Linked DNA regions of Mus musculus: regions 1, 3, 4 and 5 are each linked to region 2. The links are chromatin contacts, called in public HiChIP or PLAC-seq maps. All regions are on one chromosome and are shown on one strand. Each heading gives the region's core, a stretch centred on a gene start, on an enhancer-like site or on the middle of the called end of the contact. The rest is flanking DNA. Distances are from core to core; before and after follow the strand shown. Region 1 overlaps Nrip1 (nuclear receptor interacting protein 1). Region 2 holds the start of Hspa13 (heat shock protein 70 family, member 13). Region 3 has its middle 99 kb from the start of Gm30790. Region 4 has its middle 8.9 kb from the start of Gm30726. Region 5 has its middle 55 kb from the start of Gm30726.

Region 1 (2,700 bases), core at 105-2,604, 590 kb after region 2:
AGCAGAGACATGGCCTCCACTGTACAGGCATGGGCTTTTAATGGTTATGCTGATCAATGGGCCAACGGTGCAGTCAACCAGTGATTGGGAAGGTATGATAGACACACCTTGATCTTACTACATCTTTGTTCTACTGGACTCAAGAGTTTACATAGTTGGCCTCTTCAGTGTCTAATCCATAACTTAGGATACGTTTTCCAGGATCATAACATTACAAAAAAAATCTATAAACCAAAATACGAACCTAATACGAAGCTAGTTCACCTTCATTTTACTTGGAGCTTTCAGTCTCTTTATACAGAGGCCAGATTTCTTGGTGTGGTGCCTCCCCCCCCCCCCCCGCCCATGCTAGCTAAACAGGCTTATAACACTCCATCTCTCAGTAATGTTGTGTCTACTTATTGTTGTTCTCATTGTGACTGGGAGTCACTCATTTTTCTTTTACGGGCCCCAAGTATCTGTCATGTCTGTTGCAAGAGCATCTAGCTGACTCTCAGTAAAGAGCTGTTAAGTAAACAGGAGCCTTAAATCCTGAATCGATGAGTACAACCTACTTTGGAAAAAAATCACAAAAGGAGAGTGAATGGTACTTATTTTTCTCTTAATTGCTTTATATCCACACAGTCACACTTTCAGCCCTTTCTCCATACAGCCTCCAGGGTCTACTTTGGAGCTCTGTCTATCCCACAGACGATAGGCCTACCCGTGTAGTGGGACTGTCTTTCCTACAGTTTAAATGTCCCGTGTCACCTGCCTGGTAACCAACACTGCACAAGTCTTCTAAGGACATACATTAGCAAGCCCAGAGCCACCTCCCATCAGCAGCCAAGTTGTCAGCTTAGCTGTGCTCGTCATTACACCTAGAATTGTAACTGAGTAAGATGTCCCAATCCAAGGCTTTACAAGTAGACAAAAGACATCTCCTTGAAAGTGTTGTTTATTCCAGAGAATAATCAAGCAAACAAAAAACTAACAAAAAGGAAAAAAAAATGAAGAAGACATTCAGATAATTAGAGGGGAAAAACATTAGGATTTTTTCAATTATGACATTTTTTTTTCAATCAGCTTAATAAAAACATCCCTGTATCATTTTATGTAATACAATTTAACCTTATTCTGACCTTCCTCATGAGACAAACAAGCCTCTGCATCCAGTAAGGTTCCGTCTGAACTATGGACGTTGATAAGCAATACCTTAATTGCATTCATTTACATGACTTTGAAACTATTCTGGGCTGAAGTCATGACTGCAAGGTCACAGAACACAGAAAAGCAGGACGTGTACCTAGGAGAAAAGATCCACTGACAAGGACAGGAAGCACCCCCTTCACCCCGAGTTAGGAGACATCAAAGGAGTGATGCAATCAACAGGTGCACGCACCCATGCATGCCGGCACATCTGTGCACGCACACTCAGGCCCACTTTACAATCACATACAGAACAATAAGAATATGTTTGAATAAGTCCATCACATACTCTTGGCTCTCATATCTGCCTAAAACTGGGGTAAAGAGGCATTCCATATCCTTTAGCAGCATTAAAAAAAACCCAAAACACATGATAGAGCTAGTATTTTCTACCATCACACAACGATTTCTAGAAACTAATATATGTGTACGTATATACAGTTATAAATAAAGGATGTTATGTATATTAAAATTCTAACTCTGTAATGTATACAGCACCCTTTGTTTATAATTGTTTCCCTAGTTGACCCATATATAACACAACAACCTTACATAAGGGTCAAGGAAACTTATGGAGGAAGGGAGCACAAAGATAATAAAAGCCAGAGAACAGGAAGTCCTCTACGAGATTGTATCTGGCAAAAATGACTGGGAGGCATCACCCACGAATCCTCAACAATATGGCTGCATAAACAAGGTCTGGGCAATGACACCACCAATCAACATGCAAGCATGGGGGAGGGGACTAGAGGATCTTACTGGTCCCCACCCATAGACACACAACTACAGATAACTACAACTAAGAAGCTAAGCAGGAGAGAATGGAGAAATAGTCTTCTCACCAGTATAGCAAAGGGATTCGACTGGGCAGGTTGTTTTTTATGTATCTTTTGCATTTATTTACCTATTTAAAGATAACTACTAGAGAAAAGCAGGCCATGAATTTGAATGGGGTGGGGGCTGGAAAAGGGAGGGGGAATTGATGTAGTTGTATTTTAATTAAGATTTTCTTTCCTCCTTAAAAAAAAAAGATCTATGAGGGTAAGGTGGTAGCTCGGTGGTGGAGTGCTTACATAACATGCACAAGATCTTTCCATCTCCAGATTAAAAAGAAAAAGCCATGAGTTTCTGTTTCATTTTTAATAAGTGGAACAAGCATATGTTCCACTAACTGACTAGAAGACCGCACTTCCAATGTCTCGGGTCCAGTCATACTGCATTAATAAAAGAAAGGAAATACCATAGGTTGAAAGAAATCCACTACCATAAATGACAGGGCACAAGGAGTACTCTTCAAACGCCAAAACGTATCAAGATACACTGAAACAACAACCCTATAAAACAGTTCCTCTACCATAATAAAATGCAAGTCTAAAATAAATTAGATACCACAACACTTTAATTCACCTAAAGAAAGGAAAGTAAACTACACAGATGGGCTGTAAAATACGAATAGATAGATAGATAGATAGATAGATAGATAGATAGATAGATAGGTATATATAGATATAT
Region 2 (2,700 bases), core at 73-2,572:
CCTCACAAATGTATTTTTGTATAATCCGTTACATGATAATAAAGGAATAAAATGTAAAGATATTTAAATAACCATTATGCTGTTGTTGAATGAAAATATCACAAATGTGAAACTAAAGCTAAATACAATCCAGTTTTCTTGGATTATTGCTATTTAGATTGATAGCTTCATAAACAGTTTTTACCTGTTATTACTAAAATGAAATGCCATTATGAAATTCCCACAGAGACAGCTTTGGTATGTAAGTCTAACCTGTTTGGTTATCGTCTTTACCCATTCAAAAGGATAAAATACGTAAGTTGGATATGTTGATCTGAAAACTGCTTAGGCACTACTGTTACCTCATAGAGTCCAGAAGAGATTTTGCATATATAAGCATTCATTAAGGATATACTTTTCAAAATAGATATTAGGGAAGAAGTATGCAAGTGCTAACCCTGATAGCAACAATATGTAAACTTCCCGAAGGCAAGTTCTAGTCACCATTGAATAGTACGGCCCATGAAGAGCAGAGGCTCAGCAAATATTTAAGGGAAAAGATCATATAGAAACATCAGGCATATTGTACACAAAAGCGAATAAGAACATCACTTTGAGTTTAGAATTAATATCTGATTTGGTTTCACTAGTCTGCGTAATACACCTGTCCCCACTCAAACCCATAATGTCACTCGGTAGTGCTGTTGGTAATTGCTAGCTCCTTCAAATCAACGCCTGGCACATCATAGCAGACCAAGAACCTATCCACTTGTCTCTTCCCACCTACAGACAAATCTCAAAAGCATCTCAGCGTTTGGCAAGGGAATGTTGATTCCCAATCGGTATGTTCAAAAGAGAATCCATCTAAGAATGCACAGGGACTTGAATCCCTCCCAATTCCGCATCCCGAGTGAAGCCAAGAGTCTTCAATCTCGAGATCCCCTTCTTATTCACAGTGGGTTCTCGCACAGAGAACCGATTTCGGCTACCCATTCAAGACCGAGGTCGTTAGCATTCCTAGGCCCTCGTCTCTCAGACCTGTGGCTGGTGGCACGACCCCAAGAGGCCTCCGGCAAGTCAGACCCCCGACTCCAGACGCCCCGCCCCCACCAGCTCCAAACAGCCTTAGCCCCCTTTTCAGGCTCCCTTCGGCTGCGTGACCTGTGATTCAGAGAGTGAGACAACCAACCCTTGCCCACCCAGACCTCGTCGAACTTCCCCGTCGACTTCCATAGTTGCAGGGACCCCTGAGATACTGACCTAAGATCGTCATCTCTCCGGCCATCAGTCCCGCCGAACAGGCAGAAGGATGACTGTACCGATGGGAGGCACCGCCCCCTAGTCGCCGGCTGTCGCGCAGCCTCCTGGGAAATGTAGTCCGTCGGCTCCGAATTAGCCGGAGGAACTACGATTTCCACCACAGCAATGACTCCATCTACCATGAGGCCGCGGGGCGGATTTTACTCAGGCCAGTGAGGGAAGACTCGGCCTCCCCACGCACGAAGGCCCAACAAACCAGGCTTTGTTGTGGGAGCAGCGTCTGGGAAAGGCCAGAGTTTGTCATTCATCAAACCCAAAACGCTGCGAGCTTACTCGCGGTTAAAAAAAAAAAAAAAAAAAAAAAAAAAAAGTCCCTGTAGCCCCGCCTCACCGCGTTGTATTGTGGGAACTGCAGTTCTGGACTGTCCAGAGCTTGGAAGGCATAAAGAGGATAAAACCAATTAAGATTCCGAGGTGGGTTGCGTTGCCAGGCAGGCGGGGAATTCAAACTTCCGGTTTTTTTGTTTGTTTGTTTTTGTTTTTTGTTTCGTTTTGTTGTTCAGCCTCTTTTTTAAGGTTTATGCGTCTTTGGTCGAAATCAAGATTCTAGATAGACTTCTCCTAAGCCCTCCGAAGTCCCCTTAGCATTCCACAGTGGGGCAGTCCTACCGGAGACCCCACCTCTGGTGTACCTGTTCGTTGCTTTGCAAATATCCTTGCAGTCATTAAATGCAATGCCAGCCCGATGCTGTTGGCAGTAAATTATTTCACGGGCTCGTCAGGAATGAAGTTTGTCCAGGACCGCATGGTTTATCCAAGATATTTTCAAATCTAATATTAACATTCACATATGCTATTACCAACTAATATGGAAAGATACATTCTACTTTTCGTTTTAATTATGTCATAAATGGCCAGAATTGTCTTCCTGGACAGGTCCGTCCTTTCACGTGTTGACTATCCGATCACTTTTCCCCTGGCGCCATAAGACACGTTAGCAAAGCAATTTGAAGAAGACAAGATTTATTTTGGCTCAAAGTTCAATGGTACAGTTCCTCATAGCAAGGAAGTCACGGAGGCAAGACCTTTTAACCAGCTGTCCCCATTGCACCCAGTCAGGAAGCAGAGACAGGAAACGAAGGCATCTCTCTCTCTCTCTCTCTCTCTCTCTCTCTCTCTCTCTAATTCAGCCTTGAACCTGCTGGATGTCGGAATAGCAGTGCTCATAGTTAGGCGAAGTCTTTTCGCCTCAATTAATCAGGTCAGAAACGCCCTCATATACATACCCGGAAGTTTACTTCCATGATGATTCTGAATCCCAGCAAGACGAAAAGATTAACCACAATTATTGAGGGGGAGGATACAGGTGGTTTTTAGTATATAAAACATGATGTTTTCCCCTCACTGTTTAATATTTGATACGACTTAAGGACTCCTGGACGTGACTTTACTGTTGGGAAA
Region 3 (2,708 bases), core at 77-2,576, 910 kb after region 2:
TTGTGGCCAGTTGTTATAGCAACAATGGAAAAACATTATGAATGGCAATATGAATTATCATTACCTTTTTAAATGATCATTTGAGTTAAGAAAGCAAAACGGATGAATATGTCTATTTTAAGTAAGAAGCCATTTCCTTCCCTTACATTCAACCCTAGAGATGTATCTAAAGCAGTAGTTCTCAACCTGTGGGTCGAGACTCTTTTGGCAAACTTCTATCTTCAAAATATTTACACGATGACTTATCACAGTAGCAGAATTATGAAGTGGCAATGAAAATAATCTTATCATTGGAGGGCACCACATCACGGGGAACTGTATTAAAGGTCTCAGCATTAGGGTTATTGGGAACCACTACCAGGTTCTCATTTCTTACTGCAACATCCTCAGGTCTTAAGAGGGTCCCTTGTTGCAGGTGAAGGAAGGGAACCTCAGAGAGATGGGGCACACACAAAACAATCAAAACCATCAACATTAAAATCACTTTTCTGTGCCCCCAGCATATGACCCTTGACCTCTTTCCAAGTATCCCTTGCCCACATATGCTTATGAAATCCAAGTAAAATTGAGAAGCAAATAACGACATAGTTTCCTTCTGGATACCGGAGCTCCTGTCTGTCCATGTACACACACCCATTTCCTAAGTGCATGGTTATATTACCGCAGCAAAGATGTAAACTGATACAGTCTAATTCGAGTGAATTGTTCACTTGGTAAACCTCCCTGGATTTTTTTTCAGTTACAGGTTGGACATTGGCTTCAAATTATTTTCTTGTATCATAACCTTGCCAAGGTCAGAGGTTGGTAGTTCTTTCTCCTGGATCTTGGGGTCCCATTTGCTCAGCCTCGAAACTCTACCTTCTCTCATTTCCCTCCTTTGCCCGGTTACTCTTTATTATGCAGGATCTGGTAAATGCCTCGATGTCAGTTAGGGCTCTCAAATTCACATGCAGTTAGCTGCAGCAGAACTTGCCTTGCTTTTGTGGAAGGAAGCCCAGCTTGTTTCCATTAAATTATAATCGCCATATTTAGGAGATGTCTGAGGCGTTGCGAGGCTCAGCCCAAGCTGGGTGGTATCCTTGGTGGCGGGGGTGTGCGTTTCATTCCGGGCGAAAGAGCACAGAGCTTGTTTATTTCCTGTATTTGCACAGTATGAAGAAGTTCAGTGAAGCAAGTAGTTGGGGTTGAGGTATTTGATGGAGAGGAAAGAAGAATATTTGTTTGTTTGGGCTAGGAGGCAAGTTCAAAGATGGGGACTTTTGTTCTCTGAACCCATAGCGAGCAGCTCCGGTTTCATGTCAAACATCAGGGTTTCGTGCAGGATGTAAATACTTCCTGCTGGCCAAGTCTGTTTCTATAATGGTAACCCGGTAGAGCCTGTGCTACTTGCACTGTGATTGTGCCAAGAGTTCCTGTATTCAACAAGGGAGGTGGAAAGTCAGTCTGGTTTCGCAGCTGTTTTGGGTAAAAACTGGCTCTCCTAGCAGCCCGAGAAACTCACAGTTTTGCTCCTAAGCAAACCATTCATCAGTGGCTTTCACTGCACAGCAACAGCGGTAAGGCTGTCTGGAATATAGTGTGGAAAAATTTGCCTCTGCGCATGTGTGCGTCCTGCTGGGTGTGTGTGGGTGGGATGGGGAGGGGTGGAACTGGAGAACTATAGCTCAGGACCTTCTTTTCCAGCGGGCTACTGATAAATGTAGGTCATTACTGGGTTTCACTTCCTGATTTGTTCGGCACAAGGCAAGGTGCAAATGAACAGAGCTGAAGGTTTCAGCAGTGAATCTTAGTTCCCGGATGGCTTACTGTAACTTCAAAGATGGCTTATCTTCATTTTGATTAATCTCAATATGGCTACGGTTCCTTCGGTTTGCATCCCCATCCCCCATCTCCATGTCAAGTATTTTTTGATTCATAAACAAATGCTTAGGTGTGAAGGGAAGAAGAGAAGAGACTTAAAGCATTCCTGTGGCAAAGAGAAAAATCGCTGTAAGATGTGGGGAGCCCCCGTGAATGGATCTAATTATAGAATGGCTCTCCTACCTCATCTACTCCTGCGCTGGGGGCTCCCTGACTTCCCCCCACAGTTTTCCCAATGTGCGTTCCAACAGATAGTATAGCCGTCTTTGATAAACCCAGTTTAGAGCAGGCACTGTGATCTAGATCACAAAGTTGACATAGGGAATTATGTTCTTTCCTTTGATAAAGAGTTGCCAGAAATGGCAGAAGAGACGTAAGCGATTTTCAAAGTACTTGAAAGAGAGGACATCCCACGGGCTTCCTGATTAATAAGGTGTGCTGTGCACATCTCCCCTCAAAGGAGAGATTTAAAAGGAGAATTGGGTACAGACATCACAAATAGTTTAGAGACGATAAAATTCTAAAGGCAGCCAAAGCTGTAATTTTTTAAAAAACATAACGGAAAATACCAACAGAAATGAGAAAAGCTTCAATTTCTCCCCCTCAGCATAAATTGTCCATATGCTTTGTGTTTTTAGAAGACCATGAATGGAGAGTTTCAGGTGCAGGAGGCTTCCTGGAAAAGCCAACCATTTGCTCTCTGATACAGCACTCTGTCTCCACCAAAGGCATGTCATTGCCATGCAAATGAAGACTCACAGGATTTTCTTTTCTCTCTCTCTTTTTTTAAATAAGACAGAAAAAAGAACAAAAATTTCCATCCATGACTACTTTTCAAATGGCAGTTG
Region 4 (2,700 bases), core at 97-2,596, 770 kb after region 2:
GTGACATGGGCACGTGGCATGTGTTTTGAAAACCCAGTCTACTTTAGGATTCAGACTCTGAAGATATTTGTTCAGAGGCCTTTGCGTCTTCAAGTACAAGGTACCTGAGCCAGAAACAGCCAAATCGGGCTGATGTACAGTTGTTAGGTAGACTTTTCGTGTTTATCAGTTGTGATAAAAAATACAGGGGCCATGTCCTTCAAGTAATTTTGACCTTCAATCCCCCCTCAGCTCCTTGTCGGGTTTATAACTGGGTTGTGTTCCTTCAGACCAAACAGTGGGTATAATGTTCAATTTAACAGAGTTGGGAGCAAGATGCTTATCTCTTCTGCATTTCCAACCACGCATGCTCGTTCCAAGAACAAAGTACAGAATGTTTTACAGTATTGGATCACACAAACCTTTTCGTCTTGTTTGCTTCCTTAGCCTACCATAAAATGCGACCTTCTTGCCTTTTAGTCCACAAAGTAACAATGGAACTGGTACCAGCACCTTGATAGAATAATGTGTCTTTGAGTTAAAGCTGATAATAATGCCCGCTATGTGCTTGAGCCAACTACCTCTTTTTGTAACATGTAAGAGTCTTCAGGATTTGACTTCTCTCAATTGTTATAGGAGTTGTTTATAAATTTCCAGTCTATGATTGTTAAGGTTCATTATACAAATCAATTGTCTACATGGCTAAGGGATGCAGTTAAGAATTCGGATGCCTATTCTCAGTTTATGAATAACATCATTCTTTTACGAACAGTACTTTTCGACACATGGGGGTTGATTGAAGTGATTGTTCAGGTTTCAGGTTTTGAAATGAATAAGAATGGCTGTGTAACAACACACCAAAAATGGCAGGAAATAGCCTCTTAACCTATCTGTGGCACATCATACATGACTTCTTGGTTGGCAATCAGAGTAGTAATATGTAAACAATTCAAGGAACGGGAACTACCAAAATCAGAAAGGTAAACAGAAGCGGTAGACTAGAACTCCATAGGTGTATGCGAAGGGCCGACGGAACTCTAACATAAGTCACATTTTACTAAATCTGTAAGGACAGATGTCATAGCAGTTGCTGGAAATCTTTCTGTGGTTTCCAGGATGCCAGGATGTGTTTGCATCCATTTTTTCCCCCCAAGCACCTACAGTATTGTGCAATCTCTCGTCAGCAATGACTAACTTCTATCTATTAGGCTGCGTCTTGAGGCTGACTCAGGTCCAGTTCTCCTGAAAGGGTTTCAACGGAGAGGCATGTGGAAATCATATGCAAAGAGGTTTCTCCAGGCAGGACAGAGCAGAGCCTCAGGAAGGTCACAAAGGTCAAGCTGATTACCTCCCCCAGCTCTGGCAAGCTCAGGGCTCAGCTGGGTTACCCAAGTTCACAAGGAGCTATTGACATTCAGCAGCTCGGCTCTCTCTCTCATTACCAGATCAGCAGGGAACTGTCTGGGCCTCCGGTTAACTCTTCGGTGTCCTGGTTCAAGATTTCTGCAAGGCCTGAGCCAGAAACCGGTAGCTCAGTCTCTTCATGATTGCTGTTCAAGAAGTGACCCTTTACATCACTGTCTGACTCAGTTTTCTAGGTGGAAACAGTCCACATCATCGTTTCAAAGGCGCTAGATAAAACACGAGTAAATACATTTGTTTCATGTTTATTCATGCTGCTGTCTAAGTTTATTTCTAAAATGAAAGTCCAGGGAAATATTTAATCTTCCCACTAATAAAACAACAACAACAACAACAACAACAAACAGGTCCTACTTAGTCCTGAATAAATTAAGTCACTTTTGTTGTTGTGTTTGTTTGTTTGTTTGTTTGTTTTTCTATCCTCTTCTTTTTAAAAAATAGCAGTCTTGCCATTCCTTGTCATTTAGAGGTGTGTGTTTGCTCGTTAGCTAAGTTCGTTAGCTAGACAGGAAGTCCAGGCTCAGGGAGGAACAGTATCCAGTGTGAGGTCACAGACACAGGTATTTGTGCAGTAAGCCTGTTGCTTCAGGCTTCCCTTTCCTGCTGACATATTAGGATCTTCTAGAAGTGACTTAACCTGTCTGCCTCCATAACAGTTTTTTTTTTTTTTTTTTTTTTTTTTTTTTGTAAATTGAGAATAATATTTGATGAGTCCACAAAGCTCGTCGCTATGGTAGCGACCCGAGGGCTGACTCACTGTTAAATCTCAGAGACACTATAGTTTAACTGTAATTGCAAGTCTGCCCCTGTTTAGTATTCAACTGACCCCAGAGTACAAATTAGGCCTAATCCTCTCTTCTCTTATGCTTTGACAAACGAGGGCGTGAACTGTTCACAAGTTAGGCCAACTTCTCTTTAGCTCCTGTGTGTGTGTGTATTCATGTATCATTTTATATTTAATATATTAAAGTGTTAAGTATTAAAGTATAATATAACATTTAAGGGCTGAGGACTTGTGCGACAAAGCCTTACCCTTAAAGGAACTTAAGTGTTTTTCCAGAAGATAAGGGAGTTATGAGTAATATGGTCAATTCTGAAAATCCAAATGTTTAATTCAGAGCCCTCTTGGACTTTGGAGTTGTTACCCACTTTAATTTCCAGCTCTGTTCAGTGACTAAGCTAACTGCCAAAAGCAAAGACGACTCATAAAGACTCTCTCTTGTGACTTTGATCACAAAGGCAAACAGAAAGCCTCTGATCTACCTGGTTGGACAAACCGGCCATTCTCCTTATTAGGTC
Region 5 (2,738 bases), core at 159-2,658, 840 kb after region 2:
AGAGGAAGAAGAAGAAGAAGAAGAAGAAGAAGAAGAAGAAGAAGAAGAAGAAGAAGAAGAAGAAGAAGAAGAAGAAGATTGTAAATTAAAGACTGATTGTCTTTCAGAGTGTTAAAAGGAACTAGGGTAATTGCAAGCCCCAAAGAAAATGCCACACACATCCTCAAGGATTTAACAATGTAAACAATCCAGCTAGAGGTGAGCAAACAAAGTGTAGGATCCTGGAGTGGAAAGGCAGAAAAGGAAATTAATCTCTGCACCATACGGTACCAAGGTGTAGAACTAAGTTCTCCATCTAGCTCTTGGGCAGATGTTGTCAGGGGAAGATGATTCCTGGTTGTTGAGTGACAAGCTGGAGGGAAGGGGCTTGCTTGACAAGAGACTTCTAAGGAATTTAGGGCCCAGAGGTATCTTGGTTCCTAAAAATGCTACCATGACAAGGATCTTAACAGCTTTCTGTCTTTCTTTTTCTATCTGTCATTTTTTTCCCTCATATGCTCCCTGAATTTTAAAAACAGAGGAACAAGAAAATCCAGTTAGTACCAAGTTCTACATCCATTATCCAAGCAAAAGGCCACAGAATCAAATCTATCGGTACTGTTTATGTTTGCCAAATGAACCATTTGAAATATTAAAATGACATCAATACAGGTTTCTGGAGGAGCTCACTGACATCAACAGCCCTGCCAAAAGTGAATTGCAAACTTCTGAACATTTGTCATATTTAGAAAGCTCTATTTTTTTTTCCTCCAGTTCTTTTCTTCAGAGCTGGAGAAAGAAAACATGAACTGCTCTGGTGATAGGCAGAAGGAAACAAAAATATCACCAAAGCTTATCACAGGCTTCAACATTGCTGTGTGTGCTTTACACATTGTCTTGTTTGCTAAGTGTGTGATATATGTGAAGTGTGTTAGACATGTAAAAGATAACATTATGTGGTTTATAGGCATCTAGGGCTTCTGGGATGAACAGGGCACCTGTAATGATTTTTCTGGTTTACTTACAAATTGTAGGAATTAAAAGTCCTTTGGAAACCAATTGCCTTCGAGAGAGGTGTGCTATGTCTTCTAGGCTCTCCCCTTTTTGACTCATACACTTTGCTAGAAATTTAGATAGCTTTAGTTATAAGCCTTGGGAAAGAGGAAGTGACTTATTGGAACTTTTTTCTTACGGTCTCTTGCGGATTTGGTTTATTGCTTGAATCCTGCTATTTGGTAATTGCAGTAGAATCCTGCATGTGAGGCGCTGAGGGTCCCTGACCTTAGCTGGTTCTGGTTGGTAAACAAAGCTGCCAGCAGCTAATGGCTGGGCAACGACAGAGGCGGGACTTTGGGGTTTCCAACCAAGGGGACTGAAGAAAAAGAAGAATCACCGTGCTAGGGGAGCAATAAGACTGAGGCTTGATTGCTGCAGAAGTGAAACTACAGCTAAGATGGTCTTGTGATTACATTGTGAGGGAAAATGGTAAGTCATACAATAGACACAGCATGGGTTTCACTTAAGAAATGTCCAAGTCAAAAGTTAGTGAGAGGTTATAGACACACGTCCTGTTCTGTCAGCGTTGTTCTCAGAAGCTTGTGGATACCTGGAAGTGTGGCTTTTCCAGAGAGCGTCCCTAGGTTTTTCTAAAGGCAGAGGCCTGGGTATTTGAGTAACTTAGTTAGGAATGTGCTATAATGGGAGCAGATTAAGGAACAGCGCCCCCCCCCCCCCCCAAAGCCATACAGGAAAGGAAAAACAGTGATATTGAATGAATTATCTGCTTGGCCATTTATCCTATAGAACACAGAGTTTTGTGACACACACATAATTATCATTTGCTCAAAATATGAGCAACCACATATTGACTTTTCTCCTAACGATTAAGGATGTCCCATTGGGCCTTAATTTGCCATGAGATTTTTAACACTTCATTTTATGTAAAAGAAACCCTGCTATCAGATGAAAAATCCTGTATCCCAAGCCTGAGGAGAGGCACCTCGAGATTGTCTTTATAGGAATCTGATCAACTCTCATCACTGAAACAACGAATACTCTCTGGGTAGGCTTACGACATCCCAGTATTCCATGAAGCAGAACAATTACTATTTGGGACTCAGTCATTAATAACTTTCCTAGCAGCTGTTAGAGAAGTCAGTTCCTGAAGACCTTGGGAGCACATAGAAAGTTACAATATCCTTTGGGTGAAAGGAACCAGGCACACCAAGGGGATCTGGGTTTCCCAAGCAGCTGCAGGGAAGTGGGATTCCAACACTGCCTGCTCATTATCAGGTTGTGAAGAAAAACCACTTGAGGTCTCATTTACAACTCCCGACTTTCTCTCTCTCCATTGCAGGTCTACACAGTGTGCAAATTCTTCTAATAAAAATGTTAAGCCCAAACAGGTCCCCAGAGCTTAGCACGAATGACTCCATGCTAGAGGCACCATTTTGACCTTAAAACCCAGAGCATAGGCCCCAACATCTGCCAAAATGGGAACAAAGACCTAATCCATCAAAGGCCTGGTCCGTAGTTCCAGGAAAGACCTTAAATGCACTAACATGGTTTTTTGGCTTCTGTAGCTCAGCTTCTTGCTAACTGAAGTGTGACAACCAGGATTTGGGTTCTGTGCGTAAAAGACAAAGGGCTGTAAGACTTGGGGCTGTAAGATCTGGGAAAGTTCCCTGTGCAGATGCCAGCTGGCAATAAAACATTTTTCTGGCTTTTAGAGTATCCATGTGGTGGTATCAGGTGGTTGC

What was found. HiChIP or PLAC-seq counts read pairs in DNA pulled down with a chosen protein or histone mark.
Region 1: a contact with region 2 is called in an H3K27ac HiChIP or PLAC-seq map of thymic regulatory T cells, with 7 times the contacts expected there. The contact joins the enhancer-like site here to the promoter of Hspa13 in region 2. A contact is called at or near these places in 8 of 39 promoter capture datasets (the 3T3-L1 cell line, 3T3-L1-derived adipocytes, the HPC-7 cell line and 5 more), 2 of 15 datasets of contacts at CTCF or cohesin (large pre-B cells and pro-B cells), 45 of 484 Hi-C or Micro-C datasets (the AML12 cell line, B cells, the Ba/F3 cell line and 33 more), 18 of 115 datasets of contacts at active chromatin or transcription factors (the NIH/3T3 cell line, bone marrow-derived dendritic cells, bone marrow-derived macrophages and 14 more) and 4 of 9 other capture datasets (adipose tissue, embryonic stem cells, liver and 1 more).
Region 3: an H3K4me3 HiChIP or PLAC-seq map of pro-B cells shows a contact between it and region 2, with 9 times the contacts expected there. The contact joins the enhancer-like site here to the promoter of Hspa13 in region 2. A contact is called at or near these places in 1 of 39 promoter capture datasets (the HPC-7 cell line), 9 of 484 Hi-C or Micro-C datasets (the G1E-ER4 cell line, the HPC-7 cell line, LSK cells and 5 more), 5 of 115 datasets of contacts at active chromatin or transcription factors (astrocytes, fibro-adipogenic progenitors, large pre-B cells and 2 more) and 3 of 9 other capture datasets (adipose tissue, embryonic stem cells and liver).
Region 4: an H3K4me3 HiChIP or PLAC-seq map of stem cell-derived neural progenitor cells shows a contact between it and region 2, with 4 times the contacts expected there. The contact joins the enhancer-like site here to the promoter of Hspa13 in region 2. A contact is called at or near these places in 3 of 484 Hi-C or Micro-C datasets (the Ba/F3 cell line, CD4 T cells and liver), 7 of 115 datasets of contacts at active chromatin or transcription factors (acute myeloid leukemia, astrocytes, bone marrow-derived macrophages and 3 more) and 3 of 9 other capture datasets (adipose tissue, embryonic stem cells and liver).
Region 5: an H3K4me3 HiChIP or PLAC-seq map of bone marrow-derived macrophages shows a contact between it and region 2, with 6 times the contacts expected there. The contact joins the enhancer-like site here to the promoter of Hspa13 in region 2. A contact is called at or near these places in 2 of 484 Hi-C or Micro-C datasets (bone marrow-derived macrophages and embryonic fibroblasts), 5 of 115 datasets of contacts at active chromatin or transcription factors (astrocytes, bone marrow-derived macrophages, cardiomyocytes and 1 more) and 1 of 9 other capture datasets (adipose tissue).

The regions. Positions count from the first base shown.
Region 1 is chr16:76,353,142-76,355,841 of GRCm38.p6, forward strand. All of the region lies in intron 1 of Nrip1 (nuclear receptor interacting protein 1), which reads right to left. Among named protein-coding and RNA genes, the nearest start is that of Nrip1, 19 kb to the right of the region's middle. Within about 2 kb of position 1,355, at least 45 of the 459 cell types and tissues checked have an H3K27ac peak or open chromatin away from gene starts, as enhancers often do. A contact at or near this core is called in CD8 T cells, DN3 thymocytes, the HPC-7 cell line and 7 more, where this site is marked.
Region 2 is chr16:75,765,496-75,768,195 of GRCm38.p6, forward strand. It overlaps Hspa13 (heat shock protein 70 family, member 13), which reads right to left and starts at 1,323. Exons shown (of 5, transcript NM_030201.3): 1 at 1,240-1,323. The coding sequence starts at 1,264.
Region 3 is chr16:76,679,090-76,681,797 of GRCm38.p6, forward strand. No RefSeq gene overlaps it. Among named protein-coding and RNA genes, the nearest start is that of Gm30790, 99 kb to the right of the region's middle. Within about 2 kb of position 1,327, at least 120 of the 459 cell types and tissues checked have an H3K27ac peak or open chromatin away from gene starts, as enhancers often do. A contact at or near this core is called in the HPC-7 cell line, LSK cells, the P5424 cell line and 3 more, where this site is marked.
Region 4 is chr16:76,538,570-76,541,269 of GRCm38.p6, forward strand. No RefSeq gene overlaps it. Among named protein-coding and RNA genes, the nearest start is that of Gm30726, 8.9 kb to the right of the region's middle. Within about 2 kb of position 1,347, at least 113 of the 459 cell types and tissues checked have an H3K27ac peak or open chromatin away from gene starts, as enhancers often do. A contact at or near this core is called in the Ba/F3 cell line and stem cell-derived neural progenitor cells, where this site is marked.
Region 5 is chr16:76,602,768-76,605,505 of GRCm38.p6, forward strand. No RefSeq gene overlaps it. Among named protein-coding and RNA genes, the nearest start is that of Gm30726, 55 kb to the left of the region's middle. Within about 2 kb of position 1,409, at least 33 of the 459 cell types and tissues checked have an H3K27ac peak or open chromatin away from gene starts, as enhancers often do. A contact at or near this core is called in bone marrow-derived macrophages, where this site is marked.